Regions from separate parts of the Pan troglodytes genome. Here regions 2 and 3 are each linked to region 1. The links are chromatin contacts, called in public Hi-C maps. All regions are on one chromosome and are shown on one strand. Each heading gives the region's core, a stretch centred on a gene start, on an enhancer-like site or on the middle of the called end of the contact. The rest is flanking DNA. Distances are from core to core; before and after follow the strand shown.

Region 1 (2,902 bases), core at 76-2,575:
GACCCAGGTAGCCGTACTCTCCAACTTTCCCTGGGGCAAAGTGGGAAGCCATGAGACGGAAATGTAAAAATTTTAAAATCGACTTGAGATTCCCCACACGCTTCATGGCAACACTCAGGTAAAGAAAAGATCAAGAACTCAGCACAAATCGGGCTGTGGAGGGTGAGTGATGAGGTGTAAAGTGTTAACCTGATGTAAACCATTAGCATGGTCAGACCGGTGATTAATGGAGCCTTAAGATATTAACAGAACACTACCGTCACAATAACCACCCCCACATACTTCCTATTTCCCAAATGTATAAAATCCTTGAAAACACACCAATCCCTGAGACTTCTTTGCCCCAACACCTCTGGGCACCCTCTCCATGCACTACAACACTAGTCTGATACAAAAGCCTTAAAAAAAAAATCATTATTAATTTCCTTGGAAATTAAGCATACCAGCTCCTTCCAGAATAATCAAGGAGCATCCACCAACCAGCAGGACTGACCTGTTTTGGGAGGGTTTCTTTTGACTTTCATCCAGTCAAAAGTCTGCGCTGGAGAAGATGTCTCCGATGCAGGGGAGCGACAGGCTTCTTGGTGGCTGGCGTGGAGAGGGGACAAGGAGTTATTATACGTAGCCAGGGCCAGGCTCTGGTGCTCCTGTCCATATGAGTGGTGAATGTATTGAGGCGAGCCCACCGCGCCCCCAGCATAACCCTGGTGGTGGTGGTGATGCTGGACCATGGAAGATGAGAGATTTCCAGAGTAAACAGCGGGAGCGCACTGGGGGTACCCACCACTTACGTCTGCTTCCTGATTTAACGCGTAGGGGCTGTAAGGCGCACTGAAGTTCTGTGAGCCATAGCTTGGACCACAACTCGAGTGGGAGTAGGACACCCCCAGGTTCCCGGAAGTCTGGTAGGTAGCCGGCTGGGGGTGGTGATGGTGGTGGTGGTGGTGGTGGTGGGGCGAACCGATCTGCACCCCCCTGCCCATTAGGAAGCGGTCGTCGCCGCCGCAACTGTTGGCACTGACCGCGCACGACTGGAAAGTTGTAATCCCATGGTCCGAGGGGTAGGCTCGGGCTGGGCAGGTCCCCGAGTCGCCACTGCTAAGTATGGGGTATTCCAGGAAGGAGTTCATTCTTGCATTGTCCATCTGTCACTGAGTGACCTGGTCCTGCGAAGCCCGGCGTGACTGTGCCAACTTTCTCACTTCCTCCATGGGGCCGGAGAAGAAAAATGATATGAATGTACAGTGCGCAAGAGGGGGGGCGGGAGGGCGGAGGACGCTGGAGGAGGGGCACGTGACGGTGTCAGCCAATGGCTGAGCCTCCTGCAAAAGTTTGCCGGCTTCCGCAGTGATGGATCACCGTTTCAGTGGCATTTAAATCCCCGGCGCTCCGCCGTCTAGGTGACGCGCAGTCGCCCCCCCAGGCAGCCTAGGCGGCGGCAGCTGCTGCGGCGACTGCAAAGGCCGATTTGGAGTGCTGGAACGAAGAAGAGCAAAAGCTGCCTTCTGCGCGCGCCCGACTCCGCTGCCCGCCCCGCCAGGCCTCCGGGAGGTGGGGGCTGGGAGGCGTCCCCCGCTCCCGCCCCCTCCCCACCGTGCAATGAAAGATGAACTGGCGAGAGGTGAGAAGGGAAGAGGGCTCCCGGCTCTCTCGGGGCGGGAATCAGTGGGCCAGAGCTCGCCGGGTGGCCGCAAGTACGCCGGCCCAGCCCGCAGCGCGCCCAGCCGGAAGGCGGGGAATCCGGCTGACACCGCGCCCCGGGTTCCCAGGTCACCTCCTCTGTTCTGAGGCTGGGCTGGGAGACCGTGGGGCTGTGAGGAGCGCATAGAACCGTGGTGGAGGGCGAGGCTGGGCCACCGGCCCTTCAAGCTCGGAATGGAGGGGGAAGAGCGCAGAGGGCTGGCTGGGAGGAACTTGGGTGGGCGTGAAGGAGACGAGGGCAAGAAAAGAAACTTCCCTTCTTCCAGGAGGGTCTTCGAAACCCTCTCCCCACAGCCCCTCTCGTCATTAGCATGGCAATGAGGAGTTTCTGTAATTCGACTTGGAGGGGCGGATGAGCCCTGGAAACTCAGAGCTCGCCGGAAAAGGCCGGGGGCGGCCGGGCTCTTCTTCCCCACCTTCCCTCTCTCGTCGCTCTCCGCCCCTTTCTCTTTCCCACTCAGTTTTGCACCGGGAGCCCTCCGGGATGCGGAGCTACTCGACCGCCGGATTTTTAGGGGTAGGAGGCGGGGGAGAGAGAGATGACGCTGGCGGACGTGGCCAGCGTGGGGGCCGGGCCGTGCGCTGCAGGCCATCTGCCGGCGCCCCGAGACCCAGGAGCCTCCGCGCTCCCGCGTGGGCCTCACAGGGCCGGTCCACAGCTCCAACATAGTAGCTGAACTCCCTTCGTTGCGTTCCTCTTTTTCTGGAGGGGAATGTTAGAAGAGAGAGAGAGCTTCCTTTTATAACCTTCCTCATTCTGCTGCACGTCTAGAGTGGGTGTGGGGGCTGGCAGGTGGGAGGGGCGGTGGACAAATGGCTGATGGTGGACGGGACACTTTACCCCAACGACACCTCCTCCCCTTTCCAACTGGCTGTGTAGTTGCTTATGAGAACCTTCAAGTCCTTCCCTAGAGAGACACATGCAAATCTGAGCGTCATCCCAGGCCAGGGGTCCTGTTCCTCATCACCCTACTTCCCTGAGGCTGCTGAGGTCGTTAAATTGTTGTTTACTATTAGGTTTCACGTCAACCCTGGGCTTGTAGAGAGAAAAAGCCAAACGGAGACCAAGAATTGATGCAGTCTTGGGTAGGAGAAATCGAGAGCTTGTCCAGGAAGCTTTGCTGTATAAATTATAAGCAATGCTGTATAAATTTTACTCCAACCATGTGTACAATGTTGGAATCAGATGAAATTTATAGTG
Region 2 (3,005 bases), core at 96-2,595, 150 kb after region 1:
TGCTTGGAGCTCAAAAAGGGTAAGTTTGAAGGAGTTTTATACCAGCTTCTTCCCTGGGAGAGGAGCCAAGAGAGGCCTATGGCAGCTCCCAGATATCAAGTTCAACAACCCCTGCTCCCACCTCCAGCCCTTCATCAGAGCCCCTACTTACTTGCTGTTTTAGGGCATTTTCAGCGACTTCACTCTCTTCTACCTCAAACGCCATCCACTTTTGGAGACAGGTACCACTGCCCCTAGGCAGGGACTTGGGAGAGGACCTTATGAGTCAAACCTCTATGAACCCCAACCTTTTTGTACTCAGGGAGGCTGAATCCCTGCCCAAAATAGCGCGGTGAAAGCTACTGCCTTCTCCCAGGTAGGGGCCTCCAGTACTGCCACAGCAGGGGCCGCATTCCTGGCGCCTCTTCATTCGAAAAATCTCTTTCCAGGAGAATTCGTTGATTCTGAACGAATACTTTAAAATATGGGCAAGGAAAAAAAAAGACAACTCTTAGAAACTCTCCCCACCCAACATACCTGGAGTGCAGGCGAGGTCCAGGCAAACGGGAAAGCGACTTCTTGTACGAATAGCCATCTCAAGATGAAGCCAGGCTGTGGAAAACTTAAGGCCATCTAGATGGGAAGGAGGTATTTAAAAGAAATCAGCACACACTCTTACAGAAGCCAAGGCGGGTCTTTAAATTAAAAAAAAAATAATAAGGTATTTATTTCTTGCCCCTTGGGGAAGAAAAATAGCAAAGTTTGGTTCCCAGGAGTAAGGAGACAGAGGTGGGTAGGGAGAGGGAGGAGAAGAGAGGAAAAGATGGCCCAGCCTCAAGCTCTCCAGTCAACTTGGGGCGGGGGAATACATTTTTCCGTAGCTTGTAAAAAGACTTTTCAGCCAGTTTGAGGTTAGCTGCCAGGGGCAGACACTTGTAATAATGCCGACAGAATTGAGGCTTGTAAGCCGGGCTTCACACTTCTAAAATGCAGTTATGGATTCTTTCATCGGTGTTAGATCAAGGCACCAAGTTAAGAAAACAAAAGTCAAAACAACAATAAAAGAAAAAATCAAAAGCTTATTTAATTACCTAGTCCCGCTGCCCCTGCGGAACTCGCCGCGCGCGTTAAGCTCTCTTTTCTTTCTGCGGCATTCCATTTGCATCCCCTCTGCCTGGGTGTCTCCCTCTCTCAGTGTGTGTGTCTCTCTGTCTGTTTTCACACTCTCCTCCCCAATCGAGCGAGGCCCACACCTGGCGCATCACTGCCGAGCCATTAGCTGCGGGTTTCCTTTCATCTTCGCTGTGGCAGACGTTTCTATTTATCCACTTGCGCTCGCCGAGTGGCGTCACCAGCGGTACTGTAATGACGATTGCAGCAGGAGGATGACAGCTTAGAAAGAAGAGGGCAATGGGGCTTCCTCCCAGAGGCGGTGCGGCACAGAGGAGCGCTCGCTTCACAAGGTGACCCTAGCTCCCCACCGCCACCGCCGCGGTCGCGGTCGCGGTCCAGACCGCGCTCCAGCAGCTCCGCGCCCTCCCAGGCACCCGGCCTCTCTTTCTCCCTCTTGCAACCAAGATCCGTCCGGCCGCTGGAGACCCAGGGAGCCGGGGTTAGGAACTCACTTGGGGCTTTCCCCTCCCCCACCGGAGAGCCCCGGGATGGAGAGCCGAAAGGACATGGTTGTGTTTCTGGATGGGGGTCAGCTTGGCACTCTGGTTGGCAAGAGAGTCTCAAATTTGTCCGAAGCCGTGGGCAGCCCGCTGCCGGAGCCGCCCGAGAAGATGGTGCCCCGTGGTTGCCTGAGCCCTCGGGCCGTCCCTCCGGCCACCCGGGAGCGCGGCGGGGGAGGCCCGGAGGAGGAGCCGGTAGATGGACTCGCAGGCAGCGCGGCGGGGCCGGGCGCCGAGCCCCGGGTAGATGGGGCGGCCATGCTCGGCCCAGGACCCCCGGCCCCCTCAGTCGACAGCGTCTCCGGCCAGGGGCAACCCAGTAGCTCGGACACCGAGTCGGATTTCTATGAAGAAATCGAGGTGAGCTGCACCCCGGACTGCGCCACCGGGAACGCCGAGTACCAGCACAGCAAAGGTAGCCACCGCGCCCCTCCGCTCCCCGGGCCTCCCGCTGCGCCCACCCTTCACTTCGGCGCAGGCCAGGAGGAAGACACTCCCTTCCCCTAAGGCAGGATGGCTGGGGGGACCCACCTGAGCAACTCTCTCTGCTATCTGCGTTCTGGCGGGGGTCTCCTACTGTGTTCTGGCATTGGCGGGACTGAGGGTGACAGCAGTGCCTTGAGTGAGGGGTGCTGAGGGGGCGGATGCAAGTCCTGGACTTGGGGGATTCAAAGCTCACCCCAAGCACCCAGTGTTTCAACTGCTCGGGGAATGCTTCAATTGCTCGGGGAAGACACTTTCCCCAGGCGAGGGCAAGATCAAACGCCGATCCGGGCAGTTTGTGGCTGGCGGGGTGTAAGAGGCATGGAGGCGCGGAAGCCAGGAGTCCATAAAGGACCGTAAAATTGCGGCCCACTTGGGCAGCCCGGGTGCTGCAGCCCTCCGACCAGTTTGCACGTCGGTCAGAGGTCCAAATTACCTTGTCACTTCCCGGGCTTCGCGGCGCCAGGTCGGAAATGGTCCCAATGGTCTAATTGCCTTTGGTCTCCGGTTGCATTTGAAAAGGCAGAGATCGGGTCCTCCCCCCTTCCCCTTTCCTTCCTAGTCCCACTTCTCCACCCAAAGGAAAAGGAGCTGCAGGGGGCTGGAGCCCCACCCTTCTCAGAGGTAGGCCCAAAGGGGGGCTGGTTTAACTGGAGAACCCCTCCCCACCAAAGGCTAATGGGAAGGGGGTGGATAGCCCGGAAGGGAGTTTCCCTCTGTGCCAACAATCACCTCCCCAGAAGGGGGTAGAAAACTGGGCGCGGGTTGGTGGGGGGGAGGAGAGGGGAGCCCACCAGCAGACACTCCTCCACAGAACTGTAGGAGTGAGTGGAAAGAGCCTGGGGGGGGGGGAAGAAAGACCACCCCCTG
Region 3 (3,102 bases), core at 387-2,886, 230 kb before region 1:
TAATATTACACTACCATATTAATAATGCCAAGCACCAAAATTGAATGACAGAATATTAGGAGATTTGGACTCACATTGCTATAGGAGTAACATATAAAATGTGTCATCAAATGTCACATTTTAGATGACTGCCTTTTAAGAGCTAGAATAAGCAATCTGTAATCTAGTTATTCATAAACAATACTGAGAGATAAATATTTTATAGACATCTAAAACTAAAAATCAAAATTCAGTTTCCAGAATTCTGACGTACACAAGACAAAATAAATGATGGTTGAAATTCCAGAACATTAAGATAGGTAAGATTTGTGCTACCTTAAAAACATATATTTTCTACCTTGTACAGAAATATAAATTATTGGTTCTTAGTGAACATACACACCTCCGTATCCAGTAAATTAATGAACTAGTAGTGGATTCATAATGCTACTGAAGAACCACGTTTTTAGCTCCTAAAACAAGTTCCTATAAATGGTAATGTAAAACTGAAAAAGGGAAGATAAGGGTACAAAGATGAAGTACTTTCATCGTGTCACACAGGAAGTACAACTTTTAACATATCCTTCCTTTTTTGCTTTAGTATATTACTGAGGCTGGTGACAAGTGGCCATTTGAGAACCAGACCTTCTTCAAAAGTCTTAAACGTGAGTGAGCTGAATGTTTAAGAAAAATGGGAGTTTTAGAAATGACAAACTCTTTCACCCCATAACCCCTAACACCTGTGGCTCTGACAGCTCTTTGCATCTCTACATCCTCTACCTCCATTGGCCAGACCACCCAAGAACTACTTATTTGACTTCTGCTCCCTTCTGCCTGCTCACGCAGCATTCATTATCATTATCATTCTCTCTCCCTCTTCCACTTTTCCTCCCCCGCCCTTCTGACACACACACACACACACACACACACCGTCTTCACAATGCACATAGAAACGTCCTGATCCCATTTGTGTAGATCACCAAAAAGGGCTTCGCCACCATCCCCGCACCAAATTTCAACACACACGTCCACTCCCTTTCTGAGACAAAACAACCCCTCTCCTCTCCTCCCTGTGCCGACCCCACTGGCTAGAAGACGTGGGAAGCGCGGGGAGGGAGGATAAGGGCTCTGAATGCTTCTGTCCCCACCGGCTCACCGTTCCCTCGCCCCCGCCCCAACAGCATTATCGCCGCCTTCCCGCTCTTTACCTGCCAACAGGTTCCTAATTTCCTCAGGGAGGGGGTAGGGAGAGGAGGTGCTGCTGGGGTTGGGCATATTAGGGAGCGCAGGGCGTGCGGGGAAAGGACCTGCGCTGAAAAGGTGACCGACGGGGTCGGGCTGCGGCTGCGACCTAGACTCAGGCTAGCGGCCCGGATAAGAACAGCGGGGCTACGAGTCGGGACACTGCCGGGCCGGGGCTCACAACAAGGAAGTCACTGAATCTCCAGCGAGCTGCAGCTGGACTGTCGGCCCAGCCCCGCCCAGAGGGCCGGGGCGGGGAGATGGGTGGGAAGGGACACGAAGGGCCTGAGGGGTCCAACTACGCATGTGTATTCCTCGGTTTTCCCGGCCCCAGAAGAAAGAGCCTGTGGGCAAGCCACGCCCACCGCTACGCCGGGAAGCAGGAGGAGGAGCCACTGGTGGGAAGGGGGCGGACTGAGGCTGCGTCACCTGATGCTGCGTCACCTGATCCAGCGTCCGAAGCGCCTTACAGCCATTTTCGGTACTGGTGCCATCACAACTGCTGATCGTTTCTCCAGGATTCCAGAAAATAATGTATCCATGATACAGAGTGTATACAAGTTTGGCGATTACGCCTTCTGCGTAACAGTCAGTCCCACCGCAGTTTAACCCACAAGGAATTTTCTCTTGTCCTAAACTATTATGGCCTTCTTTGTCCGATTGAACGGAGGTAACGAAGTCTCGTCTTCCGCCAGTCGTCCGGGAGAAGCCAGTCTGGAGCCGCTCCGGAGCGCGCATTGTGATTGGCTCTTACATTACTTTTCTACCTAATTCGTAGCCTTGGGGTGACAGATTTTCCCCACTACAAGGAAGAATGGGAAGTTCTAAGCACCGTCCTTTGGCAGGAAAAAACAAACAAAACAAAACAAAAAAACAGAAGGCCGAATAGACATTGGCACCACTGTCCATCTACAAGAATCAAAAATAAAATTGCTGGTGGTGGTTAGTAGAATAAAATTATAAAATCTGCTCACTCCAACTTGACCATTTAGTCAACAAATACCGTCTTCTATCTGTAAAGCTTCTTAAAAGTTTTCTCTTTTAAAAAAAATGGCTTATTTAAAACCTTTAACAGGCAACATCTTTGTGCTTCCCAGATACTGCATTTTTTAACAAATTGAAGGTTTGTGGCAACCCTGCATCAAGCAAATCTGTGGGCGCCGTTTTTCCAAAAGCATGTGCTCAGTTCATGTCTCTGTCACATTTTGGTGATTCTAACAATATTTCAAACTTTTTCATTATTATTGTATATGTTATGGTGATCTTTGAAGTTACTATTATAATTACTTTGGGACATCACAAACAGCACCCATATAAGACAGTGACTGTAATCCACAAATGTGTGTGTTCTGACTGCTCTACCAACCCTATACCTTCCTCCATATCTCTCCCTCTCTTGGGCCTCCCCATTCCTTGAGACACAACAATATTGACATTAAGCCAATTAATAACCCTACGATGGCCTCTGAGTGTTCCAGTAAAAGAATCATTTTACTTTAAATCAAAAGCTTACTTTAAATCAAAAGCTAGAAATGATTAAGCTTAGTGAGGAAGGCATATTGAAAGCCGAGACAGACCAAAAGCTAGGGCTCTTGCACCAAACAGCCAGGTAGTGAATGCAAGGGAAAAGTCCTTGAAGGAAAGTAAAAATGCTACTCCAGTGAACACACGAATGATAAGAAAGTGAAGGAGGCTTATTGCTGGTAAAGAAACGTTTTCATGTTCTGGATAGAAGATCAAACCAGACATAACATTCCCTTAAGCCAACGCCTAATCGAGTGCAAGGCCCTAACTCTCTTCAAGTCTACGAAGGCTGAGAGGTAAAGAAGCTGCAGAAGAAAAGTTGGAAGTTAGCAGAGGTTGGTTCATGATGTTTAAGGA

Evidence for each region. A called contact is a pair of places that touch in the nucleus more often than the background predicts.
Region 2: a contact with region 1 is called in a Hi-C map of induced pluripotent stem cells, with 4 times the contacts expected there. The contact joins the promoter of EVX1 here to the promoter of HOXA1 in region 1. A contact is called at or near these places in 2 of 7 Hi-C or Micro-C datasets (induced pluripotent stem cells and stem cell-derived neural progenitor cells).
Region 3: a contact with region 1 is called in a Hi-C map of induced pluripotent stem cells, with 3 times the contacts expected there. The contact joins the promoter of SKAP2 here to the promoter of HOXA1 in region 1. A contact is called at or near these places in 2 of 7 Hi-C or Micro-C datasets (both in induced pluripotent stem cells), 1 of 1 datasets of contacts at active chromatin or transcription factors (stem cell-derived excitatory neurons) and 1 of 1 other capture datasets (stem cell-derived neural stem cells).

The regions. Positions count from the first base shown.
Region 1 is chr6:32,898,888-32,901,789 of NHGRI_mPanTro3-v2.0_pri, forward strand. It overlaps HOXA1 (homeobox A1), which reads right to left and starts at 1,326. Exons shown (of 3, transcript XM_063815279.1): 1 at 792-1,326; 2 at 494-588; 3 at 1-30. The coding sequence starts at 1,145. The coding sequence ends at 529. LOC134810527 (a long non-coding RNA gene) reads left to right here and starts at 1,365. Exons shown (of 3, transcript XR_010158824.1): 1 at 1,365-1,621.
Region 2 is chr6:33,045,498-33,048,502 of NHGRI_mPanTro3-v2.0_pri, forward strand. It overlaps EVX1 (even-skipped homeobox 1), which reads left to right and starts at 1,346. Exons shown (of 3, transcript XM_009452825.4): 1 at 1,346-2,067. The coding sequence starts at 1,641. LOC104007140 (a long non-coding RNA gene) reads right to left here. Exons shown (of 3, transcript XR_001719151.4): 2 at 1,071-1,339; 3 at 1-612.
Region 3 is chr6:32,666,700-32,669,801 of NHGRI_mPanTro3-v2.0_pri, forward strand. SKAP2 (src kinase associated phosphoprotein 2) reads right to left here and starts at 1,637. Exons shown (of 13, transcript XM_009452811.4): 1 at 1,188-1,637. The coding sequence starts at 1,254.